Linked DNA regions of Dromaius novaehollandiae: region 2 is linked to region 1. The links are chromatin contacts, called in public Hi-C maps. All regions are on one chromosome and are shown on one strand. The core of a region is the stretch at or near the end of the contact, and the rest is flanking DNA. Distances in the headings are between cores, read along the strand shown. Region 1 holds the start of TGFBR3 (transforming growth factor beta receptor 3). Region 2 overlaps TGFBR3 (transforming growth factor beta receptor 3).

Region 1 (3,371 bases), core at 168-2,667:
TAAAAAATAAACCAAAAATTGTGTAACTGGGTTTAGGCAGCTAAGAAGCAGCCTGAACTTGTATTTACCTGTTTCTGCAGGTTCTGCAAGACTGTTCACTGAAATATTTAATGTAAACTGAATTCTTATTATGGCAACCATTGGATTTACTTGCTAAAGGTCTCTTACGTAGAGATAATGTCAAAGATTTGAGGTCTAGTCTTTGAGGTGCTCAGCATTGCTGCTAAAAAGGGGTGCTCAAGCACCTGATAAGATCAGGGCATTTACTGACTTATAGCACATGCAACAGTACTGCATGAATAAGACTCATCCAGATAGGGAAAAAACAAACTTAAGTATAGGTGGTAATAGATTATTTTAGGTTGCAACCTGGCATTTCAAGACACAAGCGAATAAAATGTGTCTGACCTCTCTTAACACTCCTCTTTCTTAGGCAGCTGTGGGAACTCAGGACTGAGATTCAGGGACACACATCCCTGATTGTTAATGAAGTCATGCAGCACCATTAAAAATCAAATGCCCCATAGTAAGAAAGCAGATTAAACTAGTAAATTTTTGTTGAACCATTCTGAAACTCTTCTTCATTTCTCTTTATCTCCGCTTGTTCCCCATAGGTATACAAGAATATTTCTTATTTAGTAGTAGTAGGAGGAGGAGGATTAGGGCTCAGTTCTGCTCTCCTTGATGGGAGCTTTGCTGTGGAAGAGGGAAAACAGGATCTCAAATTTGTTTGTTTGCAAAATGCTAACTATTGCTATTACTTTCACAGGATATATAGGGAATAAGAGCAGTACAGCTCCACAAACCTGTCCTTGTAGTCTTAATAGACTGACTCAAAAGCTACTTCTTCCACCGTCCTTGCTCAAGGGGGTAAGTACTGCTGAGCTGGGTTACTAGAGAGACCAAAAGTAACAAAATCAACTGATTTGGACTATTTTGTTTACTGTAGAGAGAGTCATCTGCACTGGTTTGACTGTAACTCATTCCGAGTATCTTCTGCCTTAGCATCGGCCTGTCCGAGGGTAACAGCCCACCCACGAGCTCCGCGCTCGGGGACAGCTGTGCCACAGCTGGTCTTGCCCCGTCCACACGCTCCCGCTGAGCACCGGCTCATGGCCATCGCTGGGGCCGGAGCGCAGTTCCGCGGGTCTTTAGCCAGCCCAGCTGCCCTGACGGTAACGCTCTCCCGGCGCAGCGGCCGCAGCAGCGCCGCACGTTATGTGCAGCACCCCGCAGCGCCTACGCGGCCCCGCTGGACCAGGGGCGGGGCGGGGCCGGCGGGGCGGGGCGGGGCGGGGCGGGGCGGGGCGGCCGGCGGCGGGAGGAGCCCAGCGGCGGGGCCGTCCCGGCGCCGGCCCCGCCTCCCGCCCAATGGCGGCGCGGCGCCGCCCGCCGCCTCCCGCCCGCCCGCCCCGCCGTGTGCGCGGCGCTGCCGCGCCATGGGGTTACTCGCGGGCTGGGGGCCGGGCGGGCGGCTGCGCGCCTCCTCCTCCTCCTCCTCCTCCTCCTCCTCCGCTGCCGCCGCCTCCTCCCGCGCGCCGCGGGCCGGGCAGTAGCGGCCGGCCTCGGCGACCGCTCGCGGCCCGACCCGACCCGACCCGTCCGGTGTGGTGCGGTGCGGTGCGGCAGCGCGGCGCCCATGGCGTAGCGGCACCGTGGCGTGGCTGCCCCGCGGGACCCGGCGCGGACAGCCCTGCGCAGAGGTAGGTGCGGCGGGACCTCGCCCCGGCCCCGCGGGGCTGTGCGGACCCTCCGCCGGCCCGGCCCGGCCCCCCCTGCGCGGCGCGGCTCAGGCGCGGGCCCCCGCGGCAGCGCAGCGGGCGGCGTCCGCGCTGCCGGGCTCCGCGCTGCGGCCGGCGGGGTCCGCGGTGCCGGGCGGCGAGCAGCGGCTCGGGCGCCCCGAGGGCCCGCGCCCCGGCCCGGGCGGCGTCCCGGCGGAGCGGGTCGGGGCTCGCGGCGTGGGAGCTGCGCGCAGGTAGCGCGGGGGAGGTCTGCCAGCGCGTGTGCGGAGGGGCGCGTGTGTGTCAGGGCTCGCAGGCTCCGAGGAGCCCGAATCTGGCAGGTTGGAAGGCTCGTGCGTGAAAGCTGCTCGGAGACCTGGGAGGCAGGCTTTTGGGGGGCGGGGGGGGGAAAGCTACAGCTGTCATAAAGAAAGTACTTAACTTTTGTCAGGCCCATATGTGCAAGGAAGCCGTGTGAGGTTGCACCAGGCAAGCGAAGTCCTTCACAGGTGTTTGTCACTGGGCAAATCAGGGCCATCGTACCCGTGATGAGGCTGGCCAGTGAACTTACTAGTGCGCTGGCATCGTGTAAAGCCCGTGTACGTGGAGGTAATGCAGTGGCCAGTGTGCTGTCACTCCGTGACAGCTTCACTGAGAAACTGTTGACCTGTGGGATTTACCTTTGCATATTTTACAAAGGAAGTGCTGAAGTCAATTCCCTGCAGCTTTTTGAGTGTGCCCTGCTTATCAATAACAATAAAACGGCATGAAAGTCAGATCTGGATACAGTAACTTTTTGAACTTTCCAGTTTCAGATGCACTTGTAATTCCAAAGTTATGTTATTGAAGACAAACAGTATTGAAGAAGATTTTTTTTTTCAAAAGAGAGGATTTCAAGTATAACTGAGTGCGTGGTTCCACCTTTTCCACTTGCCGTGGATGTAGCAAGATGCAATCTGTTTACCTCAGTTCCATTAAGCAGTAGTTGTTGTTATAATTTAATTACTCTCATATCTTTTTGTTCTCAAATGCATGATGGTCCATACAGTTAAGTTCTATTAGAAACATTTTAATAGGGTTTATAACATTTTGCATTGTTTGGAGGAGAAAGATCAAACTGGGCTGAATGAGTGCCATAATGTTGTTTTAAGAAAGACAGTGACCTGGTCAGGTCTGTATTTTTACCAAGCTAAATGCTTATTTACTTTTTTTTGGATGAGGGCAAACAGGCTGATATTAAACCCCCTCTGGGGAGAGAACCTGAAGTGAGAGAGTGTCCTGGTTTTCAACAGCCTGTGGGACACATTAGGTTCAAGCTCATGTTGAACCGGAGCGCTTTCACGCTCTGAGCCTCACGTGGGGAAGACTTCAAGACTGCACATAAACACAGCTCTTTCCAAAGGTGTATGTCTATTTGTTTATCACTTCTTGCCAGGAGTAGTTTATTTCCGCTGTATTCCATGTTTTTGCATGAATCCCAGGAACACTGCAAGCTGGTCGTTGGGTTTTAATTAGAACTGCACAGGTGTCTTGTCAGAGTATTTCCAACATGAGTGTTAGCAAAATGTTAGTGGTAGATACGTATTCATTGGAACAGCTGCAGTTTAACCTGTGAAGGTTCACAGCGTTCAAATTCTAGCCGCAGAGGAG
Region 2 (3,679 bases), core at 140-2,639, 120 kb after region 1:
CTTTTCTGCCAAAGGGACTTCCCTATTTTAAATCCTTTCTCCAGTTGGTTAAAGCACTTGAAAGGTAGCTGAAAGCTTTCCACAGCAGTGTTATTTCTATGTGGAGAGGATCCAAGAAAAAGGGAAAATAGGGGAGATGTGCTACAATGACCCAGATTTACCTGGGTCTCTTGAGAGGAAGCAAAACTTTTGCAGTGTACATGGGTGGGGGAAACCCTTCAGAATTTAACTGTGTAAATATCTATGAATGCATGTCTTTCTTAATGGGAACAACTGACTATGTTTAGGAAAGGACATGCACAGTCTGATTAGTTAGCAAGTAAACTTACCCCAACCATATAAGCTGAACATTGTGTTGCACAGATTCAGTCAGCTCCCTCTCTTAAAAGAGGGCTTTTCTTCTTCAGACAGTGTACCAAGTTAACAGGATAAAATGTTCCAAAATTGAGAAGTTAAAAGCATCTTTCCTCCCCCACTTCTCCTTTTTATGGGATCTGATTTAAAATAAACTGACATAGCAACCAATTATATTTGGCAAATGGAGATAGAAAAGCAAACATTCAGACTTCCTGGACAGGGAGTACAACTGGCAGCTTTCCTAAGTGTGAATAATAAAGTGCATGTTGTCACATTCAGATGGGTAAAAGCTTGTTTACTGTCAATAGATGAGACATGTCCATTTTGAGTAGTTCTGGTTCAGTAACATTAGATACATGAAGCTGTTTACACAAAGAAAGCAGATGGGGGTGCCTCTTTAGCTATAATTTGCTCCGCATTTCCTTAAGTACTTTTCATGAATATTCTTTAAAAAAAAAAAAAAAAAAAAAAAAAAAGGTTTTTTTACAGATTAGCTAGGTGATAAGGAAATAAGATGTAGTAAAAATCAGCCAGTCCAAATAGACTAGACTGTGTGCATAATTTCACTGTTATTTGGATTCTTTTGTTGAGCACAGTGAAAATTTATCTTTGTTCCACAAACTGACTGGTACATCAGAAATGCTGATAATATTCTAGAAGTGAGGCACAGGAGAGGAAACTGAATTACATCAGAGAGTTGCCACTGAGAGAAGGGGCTGTCACCCCAAACTGAAGGGAAGATACCTCCTAAGACACTTTACAAGAAAAGCTGAGAGGAGTAGACAATGCTCTTTGGCTTGCACGGAGTCTCTGTTGCTGTGCTTGTCACTTAAAAAAAACAAAACAAAACATGTATTTAGCTTATAAATGAATTTATGGTTAAATATATACAGATTGTATTGATATGCTGTGGCTGACACAAAGCTATGTGTAATCATGTGGTTTGTAAAATGGGTGACAGTGAAACTGTAATAAGAGCTAACAGCAGGGAATATGGGCCAGTTCTACATTCTGCAGAACTGTTCTCTTGGCAGGGCTGCTGAGGGGCCCTGCTGAGGGAATGCAAGTAACTGCAGTTCCTACATTCAAATGGTAACAGCTTTTTCTAATGTTGTTGGGGGTAGGGATTAGCAGTTTTGTTGTTTTCTGGGTTTTTTTTTTTGGTTTATTTGCTTATTTTGTTTTAATGAAAGGGAGTTTGTTAGTCACTGCCTATTGTTCAGTACAAAAGGAAGGGAGACCTGCTGTACACAAACAGCTGGTGGACAGGGGAGCAAGTTAGGAGGGGAAAATATCCAGGCTAGGTTTATGAAAGCTTTGGCAGCATGGTAACACAAGACACTGTTTTGATGCAGTTTATTCTGATGAGATACAAAGCTGTTTCCAATGAAAGTTAAACCCATGCTCTTTGTAGATAAATGAGGCTAGATTCTGATCTGTTACATGTAATTAGAAACCTGCAACTCATTGGATATCTGTACACTTATTTCTTGTACTGTGGAAAATAGAATCAGAATTGCTCACAAAAGTAAACTGCTGAACGTAGTGCTGAATTCAGGAGCCAGATTCTGACCTTCCCTTTAAACATCTCATTGGCCTCCTGGCAATGTTTTAGTTTGTGTTTCTTCTGTCCTGCCCCATCCCTTCTTTCCTGCCCATTCCCAAACCAGTAGGATGTAAGGTGAAAGCTATGTATTGTGGGGCCTTACATGTGCTCACAGCTGTGATTGCAGCATGAGCCAGCAGTGAACCCGGCAGTTTCCATTACAAACAACACTTGCAACCTCTGCTGTGAGAAATCCTGAGACCTCCCTTGTTTACAGCAGACTTTTGAATACATAACAGCCTGCAGAAGTACCTTTTCTTTATCCCGTGAAAGTCTGTTGACTTTGGCCTGAGATACAAAGCGTTAAATCCACGCTTCCTCCCTGTGACTCGCATTCCAGAGGAGGTCTCGGGAATGCTCAGCGCTCCGGCAGCGCAGCGGCACACAGGGCACGAGTGCACCAGAGCAGCTCCTGTGGGAGGAAATGGCTTGTCCCCACCGTGTAACCCTCTGGGCACAGTATGTGCTTCCAGCAATCAACCTGCCACTGGAGTGAACGCTCTTGAGCAGCAGCTTTACCGAATCCTGAGTACGGAAGAAAAATTGGGCTGTACCTTTCTTCGGCTACTCTCACAGACTGGGAGCAACACATGAAGCAGGAGATACATCGCCGCCTAAACTCACAAGGAGATCTCCCAGCCTTTGATTTTTCTCAATCATTCCTGACCATGATCTAGCAAAACATTTTCTCCTTGTTCCTTTACTGGGAAAGCAGCTGTGTTGCTGCTCTCTGCCATAGTTAGTCCTGTAGCTCACGTAGAAGTTAGTCTCTCTCTGGGTTACTTACAGTGCTGAGTTCACAGGTTCATATTCTGATGATGATCTCAAGGGAGGGGGCAGCTACGGTGCACGCTATATAAACTTAGTTTTGTCCTTCTGTTTTAAAGAGGCTATGTTGTAATGTTATTAAGGTTGCAGATTTGAGCACTGAAACTAAGAAAATGCCACGTTTATGGTTTCCTATGTGGCCTCAGTATGATCTTTTGGGCATACGTACTATGATGCGATCTTTGCTTACATACAAGTAGGAGCTAGATTTTTCCATAAGAGCCTAGGCACGTATTTAGAAGGGATGTGAAGAGAGCAGACAAAAACTAGGTTTTATCAGGGGTCATAAACCTGGCTTTTTTAACTTCTGAGTGCTTGATTTGGCAATACAAATAACAAAGGGCTTGTAATTTATTGTCAGCAAACAGTTAACAAGAAATGGTGAGAATCGTTCGATGTATTATAAATGCTACAAATACTATGGTACTGTAGGGGAACTTTCTACATGTTATGTTTAGAGTAAATCAAGTCAAACTTGCAGGATAGCCTCTTTTTTTACACTAAGAAAACTGGTCATGTGTCCGGATATGTGGGATCCAGCTGACTGAAGAACATTGTCTTCAGCTCCAGCTTCTCAGTTTTAGTAAACATGCTGCTCCAAGAACTGGTATTAAAACAAAAGTTGGCCTTTCTCCATAAAACAAAAAGCAATAAAATGATCTGAGTCATGTAGCAGGACCCATTTGAGGGACAGCTGACAACAGAAGATGGATAGTATCTATCTGGACAGTCTCTGCCAGCTGCTTTTAAAACGATTAGGCAAACAGTATTGTTTTCTCCATGTGCATAGCAACACTAAGGTGACAAAGTCTAGTAAAATTTTTAACAGTATTCTGTTTGAGATCTGTCACCCAAGACATGAATTTTATGGAAATAAAAACCACCAGA

What was found. Hi-C and Micro-C count contacts between places; a contact is called where the count stands out from the background.
Region 2: a contact with region 1 is called in a Hi-C map of brain, with 2.6 times the contacts expected there. The contact joins the enhancer-like site here to the promoter of TGFBR3 in region 1. A contact is called at or near these places in 2 of 4 Hi-C or Micro-C datasets (brain and liver).

Annotation. Positions count from the first base shown.
Region 1 is chr8:23,273,532-23,276,902 of bDroNov1.hap1, forward strand. TGFBR3 (transforming growth factor beta receptor 3) reads left to right here and starts at 1,418. Exons shown (of 17, transcript XM_064515926.1): 1 at 1,418-1,703.
Region 2 is chr8:23,396,137-23,399,815 of bDroNov1.hap1, forward strand. All of the region lies in intron 16 of TGFBR3 (transforming growth factor beta receptor 3), which reads left to right. Among named protein-coding and RNA genes, the nearest start is that of CDC7, 79 kb to the right of the region's middle. Within about 2 kb of position 1,390, at least 2 of the 2 cell types and tissues checked have open chromatin away from gene starts, as enhancers often do.